Linked DNA regions of Mus musculus: region 2 is linked to region 1. A link is a contact called in public HiChIP or PLAC-seq data. All regions are on one chromosome and are shown on one strand. The core of a region is the stretch at or near the end of the contact, and the rest is flanking DNA. Distances in the headings are between cores, read along the strand shown. Region 1 holds the start of Uqcrfs1 (ubiquinol-cytochrome c reductase, Rieske iron-sulfur polypeptide 1). Region 2 overlaps Irf4 (interferon regulatory factor 4).

Region 1 (6,504 bases), core at 840-3,339:
GAGATTTTCCCATATGCAGACATTTTCCTCCACACACTCTCAATCTGAATCCACCCATTCTGTCACTACCTATCTTTCCATAGTCACCCAGATGGATTTTAACGGGCAATTAAGCTACGATGTAAAGTATGATTTCAGGAAAGGTTTTGGCTTTGTTTCTACATTGTCTGGTTTGGAAAATGCTTTCATGAAGCAGGCACACCACCAATTTTTATCAGAAACCTTTCGGCTATCTGACAAACTGAAGTAACGCTTTCACCTCTGCAATTTTCTCTTCCTCACTTCTTACCTACTGATCCCCTAACCCAAACAGACTCAGAACAAGGTAAGTTATTACACTTCTGTCCTGAAAAGTTTTTCAAAGACCCAATAGTGCCCCTTCACATTTACCCTGAAAAAAGATCTTGACTCAAATGTATACAAAACCTGATAATGGGAGACAAAAACTAAGGAGCTATTATTCTACCGCTTTAAACCAAGGCCAGAAGTCTCAACAATAGAGAGGAGAGTGTCAACATGCTATAATGACATCAAGATATCAGCAAAAGTAAACTTTGTAATCTGACCTGACATTAAGGTTAATGGCTAAAATAGAGATAAACAGCAAACCCAGTGGGGATCATTAAAAATCTGCAGGAAAAGCTAACCATGGTGGCTCTGGGAAGACAGTCAGGAAGACCTTGAGTCTGAGGACAGCCTAGGATACATAGTGAGACCCTGCCTCAAAGAGAGGCAGGACAGACAGACAGAGAGGCAGGATTAGAATGAATGCAGAGTGAAAAGCTGTCTAAGAAGGCAATTTGGTTGACATGTAGAAAGGTCATAAACTCAACCCCAAGCAGTGCCAAGTAGGTAATACACTGAACAATCATAGTATGTTACTTTGCTTGGTATAGAGGAGAAAGCTATATGGATGCGATCTTCATTCTTTTAAAGTGAATGATATTTCTAAACTCAATGGTCCCTGTGAACTTGAAATCAAGGTTTAATCTACTTGAAAAAGTGAAGAGTCAGTCAACTATCGGAGCAGAAACCAAACGAGCCCAGTGCAGCTTCCCACATTTCAGGAGACACCAGAAAGCTTTCTAGATTTTTAAGTCACAAGGGAATGTGAAGCAGACTTAGATAAACTAGGAAGAGACCGCACTGCATAGATTCCCACTGTGTGGGTCACTTCACCTCTGTTTTCTGTATTAAAAAAAAAAAAAAGTATCATTTCTGACTGCCTCGCCTTCACGACTAAGTAAGATTATGAAAGCCGTAGAGCCTGGTATCTGAAACCACTGCTGATCCCCTACAGTGGAACTGACAGGGCTGGTTTTGTGTCTATAGGGATGGGGCTGCTAGGGAGTTAAGATGCTGAAAAGCGACTGTACCAGTACACTGACAACTTCCTACATGGTTGTTTCAATTTCTATTTTGAACACTTATCGTCTAAACCGTACCAATGGCTTTACATAGAATTCTCTAGTGTAAGACTCACAACACCCCTACAAAGTTGTGGTAACATCGAGGAAACTTGCCCAAGGTCAAATTCCTGTAACTAACAGTATCTTAGCCATGATACAGGGAGGCCGATCTTAATCAAGAAAGTCAAGTGAAGCCTGAGGAGGGAACCCAGACTGACGTGCAGACCGGCTCCTGACTCCTGGGGGATGCAGCTACGGGAGCATCCCGTCACCGTGAGCCCGCCTGCTCCGGGGAGCGCTCGGCCTGCCAAGGTAGCCGCGGCCGGCCCACCACATCCCAGCACACCGCCCTCCGCCGCCGCAGGGAACGAGATCGGGGTACTCCGAAGCCGGCTCACCGTTCAGGCCCACCGTGGCCACCAAAGGCCGGGCTGCGGCCTGGCCACTCAGGGACTCGCGGCACAGGAAGGGTCGCTTCACATCCAGAACAGGTGGCTCCGAGGCGGCGGGCACCGCGCCTTGCAGCAGAGGACGCAGCGCGCCCGCCACCCCGCGGGAAGTGGCCGATAGGACGGGCGCGAACGGGCCCGAGCGGGCGGCGACCGACAACATGGCGACAGCTGCTCAAACCACCTCGTCGGTCACAGGGACGACCTTTCGTTCGAACGACGGCCCGAAGAGGAGCGGGAGGCGCAGGGTTTGTGACGTCAGCGCGACGCCGGAAAGGGCGTTTCGCAAGGTTGAGCGAATCGGGAGGGACGCCGCGTTGGGGGCGTGGCTTCGGGCGCAGGTTGGGGCCCGGGCAGGAAAGGGCAGGGCCTGGAGACACTCTGGTGTCTGACTCGGTCGCCCTGCCCCAGGAAAACCGAAGTCGGGAGGGATTTCTTGTGGTCGTGATTGAGATCCTTCATTTAGGGCAAAACCTTAAATCGGGGACGACCGAGGCATGAGAAAAAAAAAAACAACAGGCTACTACTACTTCCTAACGCCTATCACCTAGAATAAATACCAACCGCTTTTTGTCTTTTGCCAAGACGATTTTGATCTTCTTACAACAAAAGAGCCAGAAACCTATATGCAAGGTTTGACAAAAACAAAACAAAACAAAACAAAACAAAACGGTGGCTTACGATTATTCATGATCTACTACGCTTTTGATTTGGTAGTTTCCTTCGTTGTTCATTTGTAATTATGATCTTGATGAAATAACACTATTGATACCAGCATTTTACCAGTGAAGGACCTGGTCCTTAGACCCTTTGCTCTGCATAGATTGCCAGGAAGCAGTGGAGTATTGTAGACCCCTGAGGGGTTTTTGTTTGTTTGTTTGTTTGTTTGTTTCTGAACAAGTGGGGTTTCCCAAGTGATGTTCAGCAGTACAAAAGGGAGGGACTCTTACTCTCCTTCACATAGTGAGAAAACTGCCAACTTTCTAACTTCTCTTTCAGTTCTGACTACACCACTAACAAAGTCTCTGTGAGGTGCTAATAAACGTTAATCCCTCTTACACTTGAAAATCTCCACTTTTCCAAGTAGAACAAACCTTGATTTCAAGTTCACACAGACAATTGAGTTTAGAGATGGCATTCACTTTCAAAGAATGAAGTTCTCATCCATACAACTTTCTCTATACCAAATACTTCGTTTATTCTTTTAGGGTTTAAAAAGAAAAAACAGTAAAAAAAAAAAACTAAGAATTTAAGCACTGCACACTCTGGCATGATTGTGATATGATGCTTGTATAATACATGGACTCTAGGACCTTGGCTGGTTTCTAAACCTTTGGAATTGTAAAACAATGTAGTTGTGTTGTTTTAAGACACTATGTTTGTTATAGCAGCAATGTAAAACAACACCCAGGAGATCCGGGCCCTCACAGAGGAATGATTGCAGGTGTCCTTAGCCAGGGAGGATACTTGCTGCCTAGTCTGGGTCCTTTCTTGTCACTGTCACTTCATTCAGTTATGTTCTGAACAGGGACAGGACCTGGGATAACCCCAGAGAAGCATGCACTCCATGTAGATCTCACCTAAGGAACCAGGAGTGAATATCCACCATGGCAGAGATCAATCTAACCTTTTCTCTCTCAGCTGAATCTCCAGATGGAAGTCTTCACCCCAAACTGCCCCTGCCTGTGGCTCTGTCTCATGATGGAACCAAATCCCCAGCTAGATGCCAACTGCTGCTGGTGGTGCCAGTGCTTGACAAGAGATGGACCATGGAGCTTTCCAGATGCATATGACACCATATACATCTGAGCTGGCCCTGGACAGACAGCCTCAGCTGAGAAACCACCCAACAAGGACGAGCCAGGGCCAGGCATAGGTCTGTTCGTCATCAGTTTTTGAGGATGTCAGAGGCCAGTTCTCCTACAAGAGCCAGGATGGCCCATTGCATCTTACTGAAACGTTTTCAAGCTTTGGGCTTCAGACCTCTGACTTGGGTTCAGTTCACCTGCTTTTCAAAACTAACAGAAACCTGCTAAGTTCCTTTCCTACTGTTGCTATCTTGGTTGTGCTGCTATCACTAAATTTCTAAGACTAGTTAGTTACTTATATGTGTTTGCATTTGTGTCCTCTACACACCATGGCACAAGTGTCCCATCCTGTACATTTGGAGGTCAGGGGACACCTTGTGGGAGTCGGTCCTCTCCTATCTCACAGGTCTTGAGGATAGACCTCAGATAGACCATCCACCTTTACCTGCTGAACCATCTCACCAGCCATTTTCTTTAAAATTTCTTGAGACTGGATAATTTTCAAAGAATCAAAAAAAAAAAAAAAGCTTCTTATAGATCTGGAAACTGGAAGTCCACGATGAAGGGACCACCAGTAGGGAGAGTTGGCTGACCAGTACAACTCCCTTCTTCAAAGAAGGTGTCCTATTGCTGTGTTCTCTGTAGGAAGGATACTGTGTCCATACATGGTAGAAGATGAAGCAACACAAGGGAACAGGTTCCCTCAGTCAACTCCTCAAACCCTGACCTCCTAGTGATGTTGCTTTGGGATTAAATATTAAGACAGATTTTGTAGAGTGCAAATCACTCATGCTGAAGAAGCTGCCTATTGTCTGTCTGTCTGCCTTTGTTTTTCCTTTTTGAAAAGAAGACACTTTCAGTCTGATAACTTATTTTCTTATTCAAGGAAACAGAAATCTAAATAAACTAAAGCCCACGGAATTTTATCACCGGTCTAAGTTGGACCAGGACCCAGACCAAAGTGCAATTAGGCTCCAAGAAGGTCTATGTACCTGATTCTCAAGGGAGCTGGGATTGTAAGATGGCTCCACCAGCTACCATCAGTGGGAAGCCCATACTCCAACCCAAAGCTGCATTAAAAATGTTCATCACATCCTACTGTCTCTACTACAGCAGATCACATGCTCATTGCTGTGTCCTGGGAAATGGGAGCCATCATTTTCCCCAAGCCACTTCCTCTGAATCCCGTGGTGCTGGTGCCTATGCAGTGGGTTTTCAGCTGGGAGGAGGAAGGCATGTAGCTCAGGAGCAGGTTTAGCGGGGGTGGGGGGTGGGGGGTGGTGCAGAAATCTACTGCAGAGTGATGCTTCCGCCTGAAGGTAAGTGAAATGCCACTTTTTAGCAGTGGACATAATTGGCCCTTGGAGGGTCAAATCCAGTCCTCCCTGCATGGATGCTGCTTTGTCCTTGTTGTGTGTTTGAATTTGAACTCGCTATCAATGTTTAAATTTTATTTTCTAATGCTCTAAATTTTATTTTGTGTGCATGGATAGTTTGTCTGCATTTTGTGTGCATGTCTGTATGTTGTTGTGGCCACATGCATGTCTGGTACCTGTGGAGACCAGAAAAGGGTGTGAGATCCCTGGAAGTAGAGTTACACACAGATGGTCATGAACCAACAGGAGGGTGCTATGAATCGAACTTGGGGCTTCTGGAAGAACAGCCCACTAGTGCTTTTAAACCCAGGCCATCTTTACAGCCCCACCATCATCGATATTAAACTCCAGCAAAGCTCCCAGAAGATACTCAGGTTCCCAGCTACTTTTCTTGGGAAAACAGGCCACTTTTAATTCCTCGCAGTGATGGACCTTTGAGCCAGGAGCCAGAAAAAGCTCTTCTTTCCTTTAAAAACAATCCATTTCCTGCTGTGGGATCGAATGAGCTGAGGAACAGGGACAGTCCCCCTTCTTCCTCCTCCATATACCCTAATCTGCTTCCCAACCCCAAGCCCCTGTAGTTTCACAGGTCTTTGCAAAGAGCAAAAGTTTGTCATGAGCTCATCCAACTGATAAGGTGCCAACCCCTCTCTCCAAGAGCTACCCTGCAAGCGCCCAGGGAGGAGACCCACACAACTCTTATCACCATGACCTGGAGCCTCCCCAGCACCTGACCCTAACTTGACCAATCAAGTCTTCCTGGTGGCTCTGCTGTTAAGGTCCAGCATTATCTAGCTCCCTCTGGTGGAAATCGGAGGTACTGCAACAGAAGTGCTTCCACAGAGGCAGACAGAGACCACAGCCAGCAGGTTGGCCAGAAGGAAGAAACTAGACACAGAAAACAACTATCTGAAGTGGAAACTTAAGGGTTCTTTGGAAAGCCAGTTGGATGGAATTTTGCTAGGGCAAACATGTGAAGGAACGTTTTGTTAAAGTGGACGCAGGTGTGAAAGGCTAAGGCAGACTCCTGAAGGAGCATTTCACTGAAGCAAACACAGGAGAAGGGGTGTTCTGCTAAAGCAAGCACGTGAAAGGACATGTGATGAAGGATTCTTTGCTAACATCACTCTTGTATTACTCTACCTTAATTGCACAGTTGAGTTGCATTTGTCAGGATACCATAGAGAGAAATGCACCAAAAAACCACGTCTGGTGGTGTGCTGCAGCTTGCACATGCAAGGCACTTGGAGGACACGTGATGTCTGGATGGTATAAATAGGACTCCATGGAGTGGCAGAGACAGAGCTTGACTTGCTGGTACAGCAAGCTGTGCAACACTTGTGGGTCTGGAATCTTCGCTTCCCTAAGAGAGGCACAGCTGAGAACTTCTCCTGGTGTTCCTGTTGGTCCCTCCTGCTGACTCGAGCTAAGGCTGAGGCTGAGGCTGAGAAGCTGAGGCTGA
Region 2 (6,604 bases), core at 3,937-6,436, 220 kb after region 1:
CCGCAAAAAGGGAGCAACAATAGTCATATAGGCAAAGGGCCTCAAAATGCTGCCCCGTGGTCCACAGATGGAAAACATACATGGTCACCCATGAACTCTGCTGGTCTCCTTATTACAGACTTAATTCATATGGGTGCTTACAGAGGAATCCTACCAGACATCACATATCAAATAACAAAGAGGCTTGATTTATTGATGATTGGTTGTTACAGAGCACACAGCCTGACTTGGTGAGGCTGGCTTTGACTGGGGATGCAATCGATGCTTATAAACAAACTAGGTCCATCAGAGCCAGCGAGCTGCTGTCTTGTGGCTGGCCAGCTCTGTCTTCTACTTGTGGTTCAGAGTTCTGTCTATTTCACAGTCATCTGGTTCTTCAGGATGAGCCCTTCTGTCAGACTCATGAGCCTCACTTACCCAGCATGTTACTTAGCCTTTTAATTTGGTCATCTCATTCAATAATGTCCAGTTAACTCATTCGCTAAATATCAAATCCAAGAGGTGATTGGTTTCAAAATGCCATATTTATCTTCTATTATAGAATCAAGAGTTCTTTTTCCAGGGTTTTTAATTCCAGGTATTATAAGAGCAAATGAAACTGGTTTTTCAAATGGCTCTGAATGTGAACTGCTTCACTGTGTTATGTTATCCTGTGCAGCTTGTAGGTTTTTACTTAGAGTCCTAGGGTCATTTCATGATGTCCCAATTGTATGGTGTTGAGAAGAATATTCTAGTGATGTCTTTTTTTCTTAAATGTCTTATTAAAGGTGGAACCTCTGCTAGCCAGACAACTGTATTACTTTGCTCAACAAAACACTGGACATTTCCTGAGGGGCTACGAGTTACCTGAACACGTTACCACTCCAGATTACCACCGCTCCCTCCGTCATTCTTCCATCCAAGAGTGAGAAGAAATACTCTGACAGGGCAGCCGGCTGCTGCCCTTTCTCTTTGGAAGAGCTAAGAAGTGAGTGGGTTTCCACTTGAAGACAACAACAGGGCTTTGTGAGGAAAAACAGCTGTATCTGCTCAACAGAGGAGCTTCCCCCAGAAGAGTGCCTGTCATCCAGGTCTTGACAAGTGCCAGGACTTGGGTGACTGTGCCCTGGCTTATAACTGTGAAACTTGATCAGTGTTGTGTTTACATGTACTTGAATGCTGGCTTTAGCCTGGTATAGATGGACTTTTGCTTGAAGACTGAAAACCTGTGCCAGCATGAATCCCTGACAAGAGAAGACATACGTATTATTGGTCCATTTCTCAGGGAAGTAAAGTCTAGACTAGAGACTACGCTGTCCACTCACAGAGAAACGCATTCCTGGATAGAGGAGCTGTAGGTTGCCCAGATCATGTCCACTGAGTGAAGGGACTTGGTTCTTAGGTCCAGTCTAGGCTATCATGTCCTGATCCTGCACTCTCTCTGAGTAGACCCTACATCCTGTTTGCTCCCTCTTCTTGCCCTTCCCTAAAAGCCAGCTGGTGGACTCTTGTTGCCACATACTTGAGCCAAAAAACCATCAGGGACATATAAGATGAGACATGTTTGCATCTCCTCTGATCTAACAACGGCTACAAAGTTTTTTGTTGTTGTTGTCTCCCCTTTCTGTTTTGCCTCTCATTCTTTAGAATTGTTGCTTTTTTGTAAAGAAAGGAAGAGAGAGAGACCGAATATACTAGAGATAGATTTTTAAAATTCTGTGCCATTTCCCCTTCTATTTGTTTTGTTGGCCATCAGTGGTCCCCATGGCAACACTGGAAGGGCGGAGCCTTTGAGCAGGTTGGGAACTGTCCCGGACACCAGTGGTTCAGTGTACAGCTGTAGACTCAGTGAGCTGTTTCTGCTTATTTTGTATATTAGATGCTTCCTTGTGCCAATAATAGTTTGACAGAGTCTCAAAGCTACCGGGCTTCTTTTCCAACAACACATTCTTTCACAGAATCCCAAAGAGTCTCACTTGCCTTCACAACCGTCTGATCCTTTATTGTTACTGTTTTGTTTAGGTGGCTTTGCCATGCTCTGGGATTTTTCTCCTACCACAACATCATTCCTGACTCTTTCGGGCTCAGAAAGAGTTAAGCGCTCTTGCACACTTGGCACTTACTTCTTTTTAATTTTTTTTTTAACATGCCACTCTTAATATTTCTTCTTAAGTCTTTCAGCAGCATACATTCAATAAGCAATGGACCATTGGGTGTCTCATTTCATTGTTTTATTTTTAAAAAGGAACCTTTGACAAATAATACACATTACAGAAAATGGAAGCATTTTTCATAGAGAAGGTAAGAACTGAAATGCATTTTATGTTCGAATCCTCCTTGCTAGTATTAGCCCCAAGAGTTCAGTCTGTCCTTTAAGCATGTTTTAGTTTTCAATACATATATATGAAGTTGCCCTTTCTTAGAGAGAGAGAGAGAGATATGTGATGACACTCTTATGTACCCAACTATACAGATTTACCTCATCTTTTGAGTGGCATGTGGACTTCCACTGCTATGTGCCTAGGTGCAGTTTAGACATCTTCTTAGCTACCCATCCCAGCAGCCCACTGAGTCTCGTGAACTAAAGTCACTTATACATCTTATAGATGCAAAACATTCTGGGGTATATTATCCCAAGGGAAGATGAAGGCAAAATCGGGAAGCACTCTTCCTGAGGCCCCAAGCCACAGCTGTCCTCCTGGAGTATCTTAACCATATCTGGCACTTCACCAAGGTCCCTTGCCTGGTCCTGTATGACCATGACTCTTCAGTCCATAAGCAGATGCTTTGTCTCAATTGCCATGTGAAGTCTTTTGGTTTTTGGTTTTTTTCCTTAATGTTAAGCTGTTTTAACAGTGAAGCTGAATTTTCTGGAAAATGCTGTATGGTTCGAGCCCCCAGTTCATGTTTCACTTTACAGCCATGCATGCTGATGCCTTCCATCTTGACAAATGGAATGATGGGTAAACACTCCTGACACAAAGAGGAACACCTTCCTCGTCCCTTGCTGAAACAAAGTGCAATGCACACAGTAGAATTTAGTTTGCTTGCACTGGAAGATGCCGTTGAAGAGGTAGGCTGAGGAACACTGTATCCTAGGGAGAAAATATGCAAGTCTCACGGGTGCTTTCTGTTGGCTTGTTTCTGGTCCTTGAGCAGGCTTAAGTATCTAGTTTCAAACTAGAAGCCCCAAAGCCCTCAGTCGTTGTCCTGGACAGAGTTGGTAGACCCCACCTGTAGAAATCCAGATGCACTCTGGGATTGGAGCACAGAGAGGCTTGCTCTATCGTGAGAATGCCCAGCCTGCAGAGGCCCAGGTGCGGTGCCTGAGTGGCTGTATGCCAGACACAGGAACGCCAGCAGGCTGAGTGTGGTGACTGATATGTGAGGTGCCCTTGCCCTGCAGACAGGCTGAATGTGAGCCCCAGCAGCAGAGGATTCTGAGAGTCAGGGTGGTGTCATGTCCTACACAGGAAGAGCCTTCAATATTACTTTTTAAACGAACTTTCCCATTGCTGATATTTTGATAAAAACCCACACAAGGTTTAATTACATGCCCCCTCATCCCTCTCCACACAGTCTTGCCCATCCCACTGGTGAATTGTTGTTGTTCTTGTTGTTGTTTTTTGTTATTGGTGAAAATTGTGAAATTGTTAAGGTCTCTGTTTTTGTTATTTATCTCCCTAAATCACATGGCTGCTGCATACATTGCAATGTTGCCCTACCACATGTATGTTTTTGCAAGTTGCTTCTTCACTCATTGAAGAAGCCTGCACCGTAAGTGAAACTCACTTAGTCCTTGCTAATTGCTGCTCACTGTCACGTGAACGCAGAGAAGGCTGATTTTCCTGGACCCATTTTCAGTGCTTTGAGGAACATGAGTCCAGAGTATATTGAAGTAGAAGACAGTGTTTGGCAAGCCAGTTCTTATTAGACACTGCTACAGGCTTCACAATCTTCAAGGTGGACCCACCTCATGTGGAAGGGCATCATTGCCCCTCTGCTCCCATGCGCTGTGCACCCCCTTCACAGTGAAAGACCTGCTGGGGACCAGGACTCAGAGATCTCTGGCTTCGAGCTCATATCTTGGCTTCCTGTCATGTCTAAGCCCGACAGGAAAGTGTGGCACCATCCTGCCTGCGGCGTTGGATGGATAGGCCATGGATTTTGCTGTAAACTTGCTTCACAAGGAAAGCTGTGTGTTTTAAAATATTTGATAAATAAAGGATTTCTAGAAAGATTGACTGAGGAGCATATTTAATACCATCCTCACAGCCCTTGAAACACTTCCTCTATCTGCTGGGTTCTTGGTGAGGCTGTCAGTGGCCTACTTCCTTCCTGGCTGCCTGTGAGTCCCTGAAATCAGATCTCTAAAGTGTTCAGCAGAGAGAGAGAGAGAGAGAGAGAGAGAGAGAGAGAGAGAGAGAGAGAGAGAGAGAGGGAGGGAGGGAGGGAGGGAGGGAGGGAGGGAGGGAGAGAGAGAGAGAGAGAGAGGAAGAAGAAGGAGGAGGAGGAGGAGGATGAGGAGGAGGAGGGAAGAAGAGGGGAGGGGGGAGAGAGGGGGAAGAAGCAAGCTAGTTCTACAACCATGTCATTACTAGCACAAGTCCCCTCAGCTGTGTCTGAGGGAGCAACTATTCACACTGGGCTCCTTTGTTCTGCCTCCTCCTCCTTAGACCTATGTTCTGAAAGGCCTGGTAGACTTGGTGTTTTTTTTTTTTTTCTGTTTGTTGTGTTTTTTTTTCATTTTTAGAAAAAAAATTTAATATCTAGTGTGTGAGTTTACCTACTTGTAGGTACATGCACATGCAGTACTTGTAGGGCCAGGGAGGGGGGTCTGATCCCCTGTAACTGTAGGTACAGGTGGTTGTTAGCCACATACGCGAGAACCTGGAACTCCAGTCCTCTGGAAGAGCAACAAGGACTATTATCCAAGTTGAGCCATCTCTCCAATTAGGGAAAATATTTTTTAACTTGTTTTAATGGTTTGTTTTATACTTTGATTTCCTCTGAGTTTGTTGTCATGAGGGTAGCATATAGTGAGCCTGCACTCTGATAGGAGAGATTCCGGGGGAGAGGCACAGGGTGTCGGTAGACTCTTGGGTATCCCTAGGAGAACCTTGGCTGAAATTCCTCTCTGAGAAGCCAAGTCAGAGAATGCCGTTCTCAGCTGTATCACACACACTTCCTGACATGGCTGTGAACTTCCGTATCTTCCAGTGTCATAGGAAGACTGTCAGCCCAGGATAGGACTGTGGCCTGTGAAAAGCTCAGAGATTCAGAGATCTGAGAAAAGCATTTAGCAAGGATCTAAACAACATATTGAATTTACTAAATAAAAACCAATTGCTCTACTATTCCTACTTTGGGAGCTCTGTGTGTCCCATAAGTATAGATGGGCTCAGGCCAGCATGCACAGCCAGGATTTCTCCAGAAAGTTCTACTACTTGAACCTAAGCTTGTTTGAAGAGATTTTGCTGACTTTTGAGTTCTTACATGATATTCCTATTCCCACAGGGCTTCTGGTCTTAGACTTTTCTTTCCAGTTACAACTTTGGTTGTTGGATTTGGTTTTCTATAGTTGGTAGTATTAAGACAAATACAGGGTTTTTCACATGGGCAACACTCATCCATCCCAGAAACAAACAAACAAACAAACAAACAAAAACATGGCGTCTCCTACATGCCTTATTTCTGGGAAGGGACTGCAAGGTTGGTTGTAATATCTCATGTTTTCTAGCAGAAATGTCTTTTAATAAATGTCTAGTTAGGAATTATAGGGCACCCAAGGATGTTTCTTCTACAGCCTAAGCCAGGGGCCAGAGGATGTCTACACAGGTACCCTGCTCTTCCCTGGAAGACTTCTGCCCACCTGCTCACCTGGCCAGCTCTCTCTCATGATGATAGAACATCCTTTCTTTCTAAGCACTTCACCTTTCAGTGGCATCTCTGTGCCACTGAGAAACGATTTCATACTTTCTCTTGCTTTGCCTCCTCTCCTTTGGGACTAAGGATCAAAACAGCCAGAACAGTGGGGGATAGTGATCTGAGAAAAGTATGCTGGAAGGAATGGTGAGAGCCATGAGTTAGAAAGAACCATAGCTGCAAGATGAGAGAACAACTCCATGGTTAACGGTGTGGATCAACACCTGAAAATGATGGAGATGCTGAGATGGGTCTGATCAGAGCTGACTGTGGGCCAGAACTTACACACACACACACACACACACACACACACACACACGTGCGAGAACCCCTCACACACACAGGATGGTGGGGCAGAGTTTAGGTACTAGAAGCTCCTTCAAGGGTGCATCTTCAATAATAATCTTCAATTATCTAACTTTTCTCACACTAGACCCCACCTATCAAAGGTTGTACTTAAGGTTGTATCACCTCCCAGTAGTGCTCATCAGCCACAAAAGCTATTAACATTGGTATTTACTGTTTGTGTCTATGGCATATCACTGGTCATTCCTTTTTTATTTTTTTAACTTTTTATTGATTGTTTATGAATTTCACATCATGTACCTCAGTCCCACTCATCTCCCATCTCTTCATATCCACCCTCCACCCTTGTCACCTACCCGCCTCCGAAAAAAAATTTTTGGAAGCTGCAGTGTGT

The links. HiChIP or PLAC-seq counts read pairs in DNA pulled down with a chosen protein or histone mark.
Region 2: an H3K4me3 HiChIP or PLAC-seq map of the SCID.adh cell line shows a contact between it and region 1, with 2.8 times the contacts expected there. The contact joins the enhancer-like site here to the promoter of Uqcrfs1 in region 1. A contact is called at or near these places in 6 of 484 Hi-C or Micro-C datasets (CD8 T cells, the G1E-ER4 cell line, myeloid progenitors and 1 more), 10 of 115 datasets of contacts at active chromatin or transcription factors (the 230-238 cell line, CD8 T cells, the SCID.adh cell line and 6 more) and 2 of 9 other capture datasets (adipose tissue and liver).

Annotation. Positions count from the first base shown.
Region 1 is chr13:30,543,227-30,549,730 of GRCm38.p6, forward strand. It overlaps Uqcrfs1 (ubiquinol-cytochrome c reductase, Rieske iron-sulfur polypeptide 1), which reads right to left and starts at 2,090. Exons shown (of 2, transcript NM_025710.2): 1 at 1,808-2,090. The coding sequence starts at 2,021.
Region 2 is chr13:30,762,760-30,769,363 of GRCm38.p6, forward strand. It overlaps Irf4 (interferon regulatory factor 4), which reads left to right. Exons shown (of 9, transcript NM_013674.2): 9 at 768-4,222. The coding sequence ends at 908. Among named protein-coding and RNA genes, the nearest start is that of Irf4, 17 kb to the left of the region's middle. Within about 2 kb of position 5,187, at least 50 of the 459 cell types and tissues checked have an H3K27ac peak or open chromatin away from gene starts, as enhancers often do. A contact at or near this core is called in CD8 T cells, the SCID.adh cell line, T-cell acute lymphoblastic leukemia and 2 more, where this site is marked.